Regions from separate parts of the Pan troglodytes genome. Here region 1 is linked to region 2. Evidence: chromatin contacts called from public HiChIP or PLAC-seq data. All regions are on one chromosome and are shown on one strand. The core of a region is the stretch at or near the end of the contact, and the rest is flanking DNA. Distances in the headings are between cores, read along the strand shown.

The links. HiChIP or PLAC-seq counts read pairs in DNA pulled down with a chosen protein or histone mark.
Region 1: a contact with region 2 is called in an H3K4me3 HiChIP or PLAC-seq map of stem cell-derived excitatory neurons, with 5 times the contacts expected there. The contact joins the promoter of MRPL17 here to the promoter of SMPD1 in region 2. A contact is called at or near these places in 1 of 7 Hi-C or Micro-C datasets (stem cell-derived neural progenitor cells) and 1 of 1 datasets of contacts at active chromatin or transcription factors (stem cell-derived excitatory neurons).

What each region holds. Positions count from the first base shown.
Region 1 is chr9:10,829,183-10,835,162 of NHGRI_mPanTro3-v2.0_pri, reverse strand. MRPL17 (mitochondrial ribosomal protein L17) reads left to right here and starts at 2,753. Exons shown (of 3, transcript XM_001166071.7): 1 at 2,753-3,290; 2 at 3,598-3,666; 3 at 4,011-4,593. The coding sequence starts at 3,117. The coding sequence ends at 4,295.
Region 2 is chr9:10,534,733-10,540,698 of NHGRI_mPanTro3-v2.0_pri, reverse strand. It overlaps SMPD1 (sphingomyelin phosphodiesterase 1), which reads right to left and starts at 2,104. Exons shown (of 6, transcript XM_508253.9): 1 at 1,501-2,104; 2 at 261-1,033. The coding sequence starts at 1,806. LOC129136402 (a long non-coding RNA gene) reads left to right here and starts at 2,076. Exons shown (of 3, transcript XR_010147121.1): 1 at 2,076-2,298; 2 at 4,278-4,397.

The DNA of each region.
Region 1 (5,980 bases), core at 1,504-4,003, 290 kb before region 2:
AGAATGGCGTGAACCCGGGAGGCGGAGCTTGCAGTGAGCCGAGATCGCGCCACTGCACTCCAGCCTGGGCGACAGAGCGAGACTCCGTCTCAAAAAAAAAAAAAAAAAAAAAAAAAAAAAAAAAGATGATACTGTAGACATCAAGGGAATGGGTATAGTTCAAAAAGGAATGCCTCACAAGTGTTACCATGGCAAAAACTGGAAGAGTCTATAATGTTACTCAGCATGCTGTTAGCATTGCTGTAGGGAAAAAAAAAAAAAAAAAAGTTAAGGGCTAGATTCTTGCCAAAAGAATTAATGTGCATATGGAGCACATTAAACACTCTAAGGGAAAAGGTAGTCTCCTGAAATGCATGAAAGAAAATGATCAGAAAAAGAAGGGAGCCAAAGAGAAAGGTACCTGGATTCAGCTGACAGGCCAGCCTGCTGCACCAAGAGAAGCACACTTTGTGAGAACCAATGGAGAGGAGCCAGAGCTACCGGAACCTATTCCCTATGAATTCATGACATAATAGGTGCAAATAATACTAATAATAAAAGACCCTTGGACTGTAAAAAAAAATTGTTCCGTTAATATCAGCCCACAGAAATTGCAGAGAAAGCCAGTAGTAATGCTGCAAAAACAAAATGTAAGGAAATTGACATATAAAAAAGAATCAAATTTTGAAGACTACCAGAAGAGACAAGAGATGATGGTCTTGTATTGCCAGAAAAAGTCAAAAGGACAGTGTTTGATGCTACAATTGTTTTTACCAAGTGTAAGCATTTTTTAAGACAATGGATCAATGTTTCATTTTACCTAATTTTTGCTGAAGAAGAGACTCTTCACAAGTTTTTACCAATAGAAATTTATGATAAATTTTCTGGTGGGCTGGGCACAGTGGCTCACACCTGTAATCCCAGCACTTTGGGAGGCTGAGGCGGGCAGATCACCTGAGGTCAGGAGTTCGAGACCAGCCCGGCCAACATGGTGAAACCCCGTCTCTACTAAAAATACAAAAAAAATTAGCCAGGCGTGGTGGTGGGCGCCTGTAATCCCAGTTACTTGTGAGGCTGAGGCATGAGAATCGCTTGAACCCAGGAGGTGGAGGTTGCAGTGAGCCGAGACCACACCATTGCACTCCAGCCTGGGCAACAAGAAAGAAACTCCGTCTCAAAAATATATATATATAACCTGGTGAAAACATCTTAGTGAAATTTTTCAACTGCAAAGACAATTGAAAACTACAAGAATTGCTCCCAAAGAAACAAAACATGAATGGTAATTGTAATTTCTGTAATTTATTGTAAATTTCTTTAATTGTGAAGTGTGATTTGTATAAATCTCTGTCAATGTATTTATATGTTCATGACTTTTCCTATTTGCATATTTGTTCCTTCATATTAAAGAAACTTTTCAAAATTAAAATTAGCAAAGAAGTGTTCTTTGGTCACCTATAAGCTGACAAAGTGACAAATCTATACGTCTACTGAATATGTACATGTAAAGAGGAGTGAATTCATTTCCTAAGACTGCTGTAACAAACTATCACAAACTGTGGAACTTAAAACAACAGAAATTTATTGTTTTGTGGCTCTGGAGGCTAGAAGTAAGAAAGCGATGTGTTGGCAGCAGGGTCATGCTCTCTGACAGATCTGAAAAAGAATGCGTTTTATACCTTTCCCTTGGCTTCAGGTGTGCTCCAGCAATCCTTGGTGTTCATTCATTGATTTGCAACTGCTTAACTCCATAATCTCTGCTTTCAAGGTCACATGGCTTTCTCCCTGTATGTCTCTGTCTTTACCTGGTCGGCATCACCCTGTGTCCATCTCTCTCTCTTCATGCGCATTTTTTTTTTTTTTTTTTTTTTTTTTTTTTTGAGATAGAGCCTCACTCTGTCGCCCAGGCTAGAGTGCAGTGGCCCGATCTCAGCTCACTGCAACCTCTGCCTCCCGGGTTCAAGCTATTCTCCTGCCTCAGCCTCCCGAGTAGCTGGAATTACAGGCATGAGCCACCACGCCTGGCTAATTTTTGTGTTTTTAGTAGAGACGGGGTTTCGCCATGTTGGCCAGGCTGGTCTCGAATTCCTGACCTCAGGTGATCCGCCCGCCTCGGCCTCCCAAAGTGCTGGAATTACAAGCGTGAGCCACCGTGCCCGGCCTGCATATATGTATGTACGTATACATGTGTCTATCTATCTAGCTAGCTAGACACTAGGCATTTTGGATTAGGCGCCCACCTATGCCTGCATGACTTCATCTTAACAAATGACATCTGCAATGACCCTATTTCCACATAAGGTCACATTCTCAGTTACTGCAGGTTAGGACTTAACATAGCTTTTTGGGGACGGGAAGAATCATGGGGGAAGACACAATTCAACCCATAACAAGGAATAATTTTGACAGTCATTGACAATTTGCAGATGTTAAGGCTCAAAAACAAACTATAATATTATTGTTCATTAACACATAAATGTGTAGGTATGTTTTTTCCCCTTAAAAAGACACACTGGTGTAATTAAAAACAATCTACTACTTTTCCCTTTAGTGCTGTAATTTTTTTAACTGGAATGATTACTTCAATAAAAGAAAAATTTCACTATCTGCGTTTCTTTTGCGGGCATCGTTATTATCCATCTCACCATTACTACTGAAAATCACTGTGTTAAAAACAATGCGTACGGGTGTCAACCAGGCCAGCTGGCCACTGCTGGACCGGGTAGGGCCGTCGGCCCGCAGGACCCCGAACCCTCCGGATGCCTTTCTCTTCGGACGCTCTCTTTCCCAGGAGTCTCCGCGGCGGAGCGCCCCATCGCCCTAAATGCCACTGGCTGACGCAGCCCAAAAAAAAAACCCGATGGCCCGCTTATCCCACACTAGGGGGCGCCTGGTTCTTCAGCCGCCACAGAGCGCTCTGGATGCCTGAAGCCCGCCCAGCTCGCCGCCTCTGGAAAAGCTCAACACCGTTTCTCCGCCCTTCCCGAGATTGCCAACGAGGCAGGCTCTGATGCGCATGCGCAAACACGTTCACCACGCTCCGAGCTAAGGCGCATGCGTTCCCTGAAATTGCCGCCACCGGGTCTACCTTCCAGTTTCCAGTTCCGGCCTCCAAGGGGCGGGCAGAAGTTGGAAACATGCGGCTGTCGGTCGCTGCAGCGATCTCCCATGGCCGCGTATTTCGCCGTATGGGCCTCGGTCCGGAGTCCCGCATCCATCTGTTGCGGAACTTGCTCACAGGGCTGGTGCGGCACGAACGCATCGAGGCACCATGGGCGCGTGTGGACGAAATGAGGGGCTACGCGGAGAAGGTGAGGAGCGGGGCCCTCTTGTCCACTCTGCGGGTCTGGTCTGAGGGGGCGGAGCCGGCTGCAAGTGGAAAGGGACCGGGACCAACCTGGTAAACCATTCCCCAAGTCTGAGTCCCCCAGAACCTTGGGCTGAACCCGCCCCTCCATCGCTTCTAATGGAAGACTGGTTAGGGCTGCGGAGTTAGGGGTGGCGTAGATTGGAGATGCTTTGCTAGTGGAAAGAATGGATTGCCGTCCGGCATTAGAGAAATTAGATTGGCACCTTGTTTTCTTGCTCGGTTGGATCCGTGATGTTACGTCCTCACAGCTCATCGACTATGGGAAGCTGGGAGACACTAACGAACGAGCCATGCGCATGGCTGACTTCTGGCTCACAGTGAGTGCGACCTATCTGCCTTCAAAATCCCACCCTTTGCTCCCTGGGGGTGGGGGTTGGAAAAAGGAGAACTATGCAGAATTAAACTTGGGTACTCACTTATGGGCCAGTGCTGCTAACTAAATTAGAAACTGTGTCTTAAGTTAGTTGAAGTCGATGTGAATATATCTCTGCACAACTGCCTTTAAACGACCCCTTTGTGTAACACTGACTCTGCCAGATTGGCGAGGGGAGGGGGAGGTCTTTCTATGTGTGGATGGACCTTACCTTTGGGAATGGTGTAAAGTTAAATGCCTCTGCAGTTTTGCCTGACTCTGCTGTCTCTTGGATAATTCTCCCTCTAGGAGAAGGATTTGATCCCAAAGCTGTTTCAAGTACTGGCCCCTCGGTACAAAGATCAAACTGGGGGCTACACAAGAATGCTGCAGATCCCAAATCGGAGTTTGGATCGGGCCAAGATGGCAGTGATCGAGTATAAAGGGAATTGCCTCCCACCCCTGCCTCTGCCTCGCAGAGACAGCCACCTTACACTCCTAAACCAGCTGCTGCAGGGTTTGCGGCAGGACCTCAGGCAAAGCCAGGAAGCAAGCAACCACAGCTCCCACGCAGCTCAAACACCAGGGATTTAACTGGATCTGAAGAGTCTGCAGCCCTTAATCAGTACCCATGATAACAGGCCTTTGGAGCACTTTTACTCTCTGAGAAGAACTGGAGCTAGAGATGTAAAATGGACAGTCTTGATGGGGTTGAGAACCTTCTGGGGAGCCAGATGACCCTCTCTTTGCACAATAGATAAAAGTCTTTATATGAATATATATAAATTTATTTCTTTTTTCCTTCCTGTGGGATTTCTGGAGAATGAGAATTATCCAAATGCTCAGTCTACCTGAGATAGTAAATTCATGGCTTATGCTTCTGGTCCTTAAATTTGGGTTATTTTCGGTTAGTGCAATTTTGTTTTTCTTAATGCCAGTTTACATGGGAATGCATCCTATAATTCCAAATGTTGCTAGAGGTGGTTGTGTTTTGACATCTGGTCTCCTAGAGATGAGTGCTTGGGATTTCTTAGAGAAAGATTACTTCCTGACAGGGGTAGGGGAGTGACAATCTGCAAGTGAAACTTCCTTAAACAATCTAGTACCCTGCGAACCTTCAGGGGATACTGCATCAGTCCTCTGTTTTGAGGCAGGATCACACATTACCTTAATGTGTTCCCTTCAACCCCCTGAATGGGCCTGGGAGGAGAGGACCCAAGAATTCAGATGTTCCACCAGTTTGGCCAAAGGGGTGGAGACATTCAGCAGAGGATGTTGGGCTCCAGGATAAGCTCCTTCCTCTTGGTTGGGGGAAGGGGTAAGAAAGAGGGTCTATGCGAGAGAAGGATTAGGAAATTAAACCTCCTAGGAATTTCCTGGAAGTTTTTATTGTTGTCAAATCTGGCCTCTCTGGGAACCCAGAAAAGGGAAATCCGGCTTCAGAATGTGAGAAGCTGGGAGCCCCTTTCTTGGCACAGCCAGGCTGCCGTTCCCTTGGGTTCAGAGGCTTTAGTAGGGTGGTAGTTATGGAAAGACTTAGAAAGGAGCCATCAGTCTTGGTCCGAACACTTGATAGCAGTGCCTGATAATTGCCATATCCCCAGTAAAGTAGGTAGAAGAGATTTTATCTTAGGCTCTATCTTCTGAGTGTATTTGGCCCACTGAACCCATCCACTGTCGGAGATAATAAGTAAGAGTAAGGGTAAAGGGATCACTGGTGTAGCAGACATGGCTTCAGTGACAGAATGAACTATTCTGGTGCTAATTTAGCTGTAGCTGCCTTAGTCTGATACTCATCTACTCCCAACAGAGCTCTTTATCTCTTTTTCTCTACTCTGGTTTGTTCTTCACACTATAGCCAGAAAGCTGTTATATTTTAAATGAAATATAGTAGACACTCAAAACATTTATGAAATAAAGCTACAACTCTGCTTCTGCTAAAAAATATACCCCTCTTCTGTCTTAGCATGAATATCCACCCTAGCTAGGTATCTAGGAGTCATACCTAACTTCTAGAGAAACCACTTTACTTAAAACCACATCTTTATTTTAAATAGATGGATTGTGGCTGGGCTCCTGTAGCTTTTCCTCTTAGACCCCAGAAATATATCTCCCTTTGGGACTTCCAACAGTTCCCTACATGCTTTTTGAGCATCTGCTAGTTCCCAGCATCAATTTAGGCAGAAGGGATACAATATCCACTGTTCGTCTAATAGAGACTAGAGATAAGAAACAACCTGTACCATCAATGAGCTCACAGTAACAGGCCACTGCCACTA
Region 2 (5,966 bases), core at 855-3,354:
AGGTTAGGTGTTTGAGACCAGCCTGGGCAACATAGCAAGATCTTCTCTCTACAAAAACTAAACTAAAATTAAAAAAAAAAAAAAATAGCCTGGTGTGGCAAAAGAGTAGAAAGGGAAGGAGGAGTCAGATTAGGGGAGCCAAATGAAGAGCACTAAGGACTCATGCTAGAGCAATCAGAGACAATGCCCCAGGTTCCCTTTTCCCTTCACTTTCATTCACCTTTCTTTTCCCTTCCTGGGTTTCCATGGACGATAAGTACCTGAGGGTGCGCAGGGCTTCAGCAGGCAGCCAGGGCTCCCAAGCCTTGGCCATCGCTTCATAGAGCCAGCGGGAGGAGTGGTTGCCCTCAATGAAGGGGGGAGGGAAGCTATTGACAGGTGTGCTTTCATGGTTACCCACAGCAGGGTACACTGGCACTGGCCCCAGGAACTTCCTCACAAGTGCTGTGACAGTGGTCAGGGCCCGCAGTTGGTCCTGACGAGTCTGGTGCCAGACATCATGTGCGGGGATGTCTCCTGTCCAGTACACCATATCAAAAGGGCCGGCTGGGCCCAGCCCACTCAACAGGCTCTCCAGGGTCCTCAGGGGCAGGTCACACTTGCTGTATTCGCCCCAGTATCCGGCACCTGGCCGGGACGCGGGCGGCAGGCCAGAACCCCGGCGGCAACACAGTGGGTCTGCACAGTCAGGGTCCATGCCCTCCAGGTAGTCATGATCCCAGTGCAGGTCAGTGAGGAAGAGGATGCGGCTGACAGGGGCGCCTGGGGCTGGGGGGCTAGGAGGTTTGGGGGGCGGCTTCGGCACAGTAGGCAAAGAGATGTTCCAAGATGAGAAAATGTCCCAGTGCCCACAGGTGGAGCCCAGGAGCAGGCCACAGGCCTCAGATGGGCTCAGCACTGAGCGTCTCCACACCTCCACCATGTCATCCTCAAAGAGGTGGACAATGGATTGGCACACGGCAGGTGGTGCTATCTTCAGCAGATTGCACAGCTTGATGGCCACGGAGCCCACGCGAGCCACATTGGGTTCCTTCTGCAGTGGGAGGAGCGCATGGTGAGAAATCAGAGGCAGAGCAGAGGAACAAGGCCAACCCCTGGCCACCACCCCTTGGGCCTCCATTTCCAAACTGGGGCTGGGCAGGACTCAGTGCACCAAGCTCAGTGCACACCTTTGCCTTCCAGATATTGCCCTGTAACTCAGGCAGCGCCAGGCCATCGCTTCTTCTTTAGCTCAGCGGCCTGTGGCATGAGGCCTTTGCTTGGCAAGCTGACTTCCTCAGGCACTGTCTGCATTATTTTCTTACTTCACAAAGGTCACAATGGGGTGATGGTGGCATGTAGCCATGGGTGTCCCCAAAGGGGAGCAAACTCAGTGATGGATTGTAGATGCCACCCTCTCCATCAGGGATGCGTTCTGAGCCCAGCGCACCAGCATCAGACCCAGCCCCCAGCCCCAGCACTCCTTTCGGCCTCCTCCACTGCAGCCCCTTCAGTGCTCACCTTCAGCCCGAGGTTGATGGCGGTGAATAGACCTTTGCAGACTGGGCAGGTGAGGTTCCCCCACCCAAAGACATCTCGGAGCCGGGGCACTATGCGATGTAACCTGGCAGGATGGCCTTGGGGAGAAACAGGGTGAGCCTCTGCCGGAGCCCAGAGAACCCGAGAGTCAGACAGAGCCAGCGCCAGCGCCAGCGCCAGTACCAGGCCCATCCAAAGGAGTCCGGGGGCTCTGGCGGTCCCGTCTTGTCCCTGTTCCCGGCCGGACCTGGGGCAGCTCTGGCGGAGTGACGCTCCGTAGCGGGGCATTGTCGGGCTTCCTACACGGGGCTGGTTCGTCTGTCCCGTCCCCACCGGCCTGGACCCTAGCCAGCCCTCAGGGCCCCGGGCGGCGCTGGGGACACCCGATTACCCTTCTCTGTAGTCGGCTGACTGCTCCGCTGCCGGCCGCAAAGCAGCTCCGCCCCTTCCTCTTCCTCTGATCTCTAACAGCTGATCTCTCGGTGGCGGGCAGCTGTCAACGCTGCGGAGGCGGAGCGGGCGGGGCGCTCCCGGGACCGCCCCGATTCCGCCCCCTCTCCCTGCCCCCGCCCTGCCCCGGGCGCACGGGCTGCGGGGGTGGGGACTCTCCCTGAGGTCACCAGGGGCTCCGCCTTGAGGTCACAGCCGCGGGAGGCCGTGCTCGTGCTTTGGAGCTCCACGTGATGTGGTCGGTGGAAGACGTCTCCTTTGTCAGAATCTGCGCTCAGATTCCCGGAATAGCTGCCAGACCGACCCCAGCGTTGAGCCCGGGAAGGGAAGGTAGGAGAGAGCAGGGCCGGCAGGATCCTCCCACTGGGTGTGTTGCCTCTGACACGAAGGCGCCTTCCCTCGATTTCCCTTGCTCTGCCACTGGCACCAGCCCTCTTGAGTCACCCTGAGAATCACTCACCTGTGATTCAGATGAGGAAACAAACCTTAGAGATGGTGAAGAGACTAGGAAGCCGTAAAGACCATATAGCCATGGGGGCCAATAACATGGGCTGGAACCCAATTGGGTCTCCCACCTCCGTGTATCCACGACAGTAAAAGCGAGCATTTATGGAGTTGTTTACGATGTGCCAAGCACCAACCCAGGCACTTTATAATTAATAATCTTCAATTCTCACAACAACCCTAAGAAGTACCTATTATATTGGGGCTCAGAAATCCATACCCAAAATATGGTGGTTTGACTTACTAAGTTAAGCCTTAAGGTCTGTCTGACCTTCCTACTCCCGCCCCCTTTCTCCCAAAGCCGTTACCAAGCGTCCAGACCCATCAGAAGGAACAACTGTTTTTTTCTTCCCCTCCCTATAAAACCAAGAATATAATCACACCTGAACAGACCCTTTCACATGATAATGTACTAGTTAATCTGTTCCCTGATCCATTCCTTCTCCCTCAGCAGAATTCCTCTTCCCCTCACTCCCATAACCCGCTTTGCCTGAATGACACATAAGCTTCTGAACTCGTTTGGGAAGTGGGTAGTCACTCTGTGGTTCCCCGTGGACACATTAATAAAATTTCTATGCCTTTTCTTCAATTAATCTGTTTTTTGTGGGTTGATTTTTCAGCAGAATTTCAGAGGGCGAAGGGAAAGTTTCCCTTGGTCCCTACAAATACTATTATTACCCCCCTTTACAGATAGGATGAGGCACAAAGAAGTTAAGTGGCAGAATAGCAATTAAACCCTAAGCTGTTTGACGAGTGCTTCTGAGGGATCCTCAGAGCTATCAAGTCCTGTCAGTTCTTTCCTTTGATAATTTTTTACAAGTGTTTTTTTCCCCCAGTTCTGGGGACATCATCTCAGATAGAGTACTCACAGTAATAATTAGCATGCATTTTAAAGATTATGTACTATGAAAAACAAAACAAAACAAAACCTTTTTATCTAAGGAAGATGAGCCCCTTTAAATTATCAGGCCCAGACAGGCATTTAAAATGTAGCAACAGTCACTCTCACTCTTCTTTGAGCTAAGTAATTATCTCTTGAAACCACTTGCTATGCCAAGTAGCCATTAAATGCCATACACCTTATAGTTCAACAATGTATAGCCAAGCGCTAAACAATGTATAACCGGTGTTACTTCTGTAAACAATGAGAATTCCTGATGAACAACTTTTGTATTCACTTCCTCTCCTAATTCATCTTTCTTTCTTTGAAAATATGAGCCTCTCTTTTGTTGTCCAGAGTGCTCCCCCAAGACAACTTGCAAGTGTGTCCTGGGTCGCAGTCCTCAACCTTGGCCGTTGGCCCGAATAACCCTCTATAGGTACTTTTCTGAGGACTCTGCCTTAAGTTAATCCTCACAACAAATTTGGAAGTCGGTATTATAATTATCCCCATTTTACGGAGAAGGAAAGTAGGATTAAGTAAGTGGCTCAAGATCCCACAGCTAGCTAGTAAGTGCTGGAACTGGAATTTGGATGTGTCAAGCAAAACATGTCTGAGACAGGTCTCAATCGATTTAGAGGTTTATTTTGCCAAGGTTAAGGACATGGCTGGAAGAAATAAACACGGAATCGCAGAAACAGTCTGTGGTCTGTGGCTTTCTCCAAAGATCATTTTGAGGGCTTCAATATTTAAAGGGGAAAAGTGAGCTGGAGGGAAAGAAGAAGGGTATGGCAATCCACATGTCGCAAGAGAAAAGGAGCAGGTAGGGAGATACTCAATTATGTGTTCATCTGGCACTTTACATAAGATAAAGTAAATATGCCTGTGGAGATATTTAACCTTTTGTGTTTTTTTTTCGAGACAGAGTTTTCGCTGTTGTTGACCAGGCTGGAGTGCAATGGTGCAATCTCGGCTCACCACAACCTCTGCCTCCCGGGTTCAAGTGATTCTCCTGCCTCAGCCTACGGAGTAGCTGGGATTACAGGCATGTGCCACCACACCCGGCTAATTTTGTAAATATTTAACCTTTTGTCTGTAGCTATCTGCTTAGGAACAAAAGGAAAGGCAGCTTCTTGCATGACTCAGTTTTCAGTTTATTTTTTTTCCTTTTGGCATAGTCAACTGGAGTCCTGAGTTTTTATTTTCCTTTCACAAATGCAACATTCTGGCTCTATTCTTTGCTGTGTGGGGACCCATTCAGAACACCAGAGTTGGTATAACAATTATTTTAAGCCGAAGACATTTCAGATTCAATAGATGCAGAAATAAACCTTCTGGGAGCTTTCTTCATCTGATTAAAACTTCTGGGAAATGTCAACCTAAAGGGAAAAATCTAAGGCAAACTTGATATAAGTAGAGAGTTTATTTGGGCCAAGTTTGAAGACTGTGAAGCGAAGATTGAAGTTGCCCTGAGTATATGCTCCCAATTAGCAGAAGTCACAAGTGGGTTTTTAAAGGAGAAGAAGAGGCAGTTCCTAATGAGGACTAAGCTCTGATTTTTTCTTATCTTGCCCAAATTCCTATCGAAAGGGTCTGGGGAGTCATGCCCTACAAACCAGAAATTCTTATCAGTTGGGTTTTATTTAACACTATATATTGTGACTGACTTTTCAGTCATACTCTGGCATAAAATTACGTGACAAAGAAGAAAGTCAAAATATTTTACCCCAAAACATGTTTCTTTGCCATATATATATATATGTTTTTTGGTCGGGGGTGGGGAGCGGGACAGAGTTTCACTCTTATTGCCCGGGCTGGAGTGCAATGGGGTGATCTTGGCTTACTGCAACCTCCCCCACCCAGATTCAAGGGATTCTCCTGCCTCAGCCTCCCGAGTAGCTGGGATTACAGGCACCCACCACCACCATGCCCAGCTAATTTTTGTATTGTTAATAAAGATGGGGTTTTGCCATGCTGGCCAGGCTGGTCTCGAACTTCTTACCTCAGGTGATCCTCCTGCCTTGCCCTCCCAAAGTGCTGGGATTACAGGAGTAAGCCACCGCACCCGGCCACTTTGCCATATTTTGAAATGGCCCTGCAAAGTCGTACCTTATGGGGGAAAATTTACATCTGTAAAGAATCTCTAATAACACAGATAGATCTTTTTCTTCTGGGCCCTCTAATCCTGAAGAGATTAACTGAGAGTCTAGCACCTTTTAAAGGTCTGAATAGGAAACATTTGTCAACTGTTGTCTCTAAGGGCAGCCACTAAGAGACTTCAAAGAACCTTGGTCTCCACAATCTTTTTTTTTTTTTTTTTAAGACGGCGTCTCACTCTGTCGCCCAGGCTGGAGTGCAATAGCGTAATCTCGGCTCACTGCAACCTCCGCCTCCCGGGTTCAAGCAATTCTCCTACCCCAGCCTCCCGAGCAGCTGGGACTACAGGCGTCTGCCACCACACCCAGCTAATTTTCATATTTTTAATAGAGACGGGGCTTCACGATGTTGGCCAGGATGGTCTCCATCTCTTGACCTTGTGATCCGCCTGCCTTAGCCTCCCAAAGTGCTGGGATTACAGGTGTGAGCCACTGTGCCCGGCCTCCACAATCTTTTA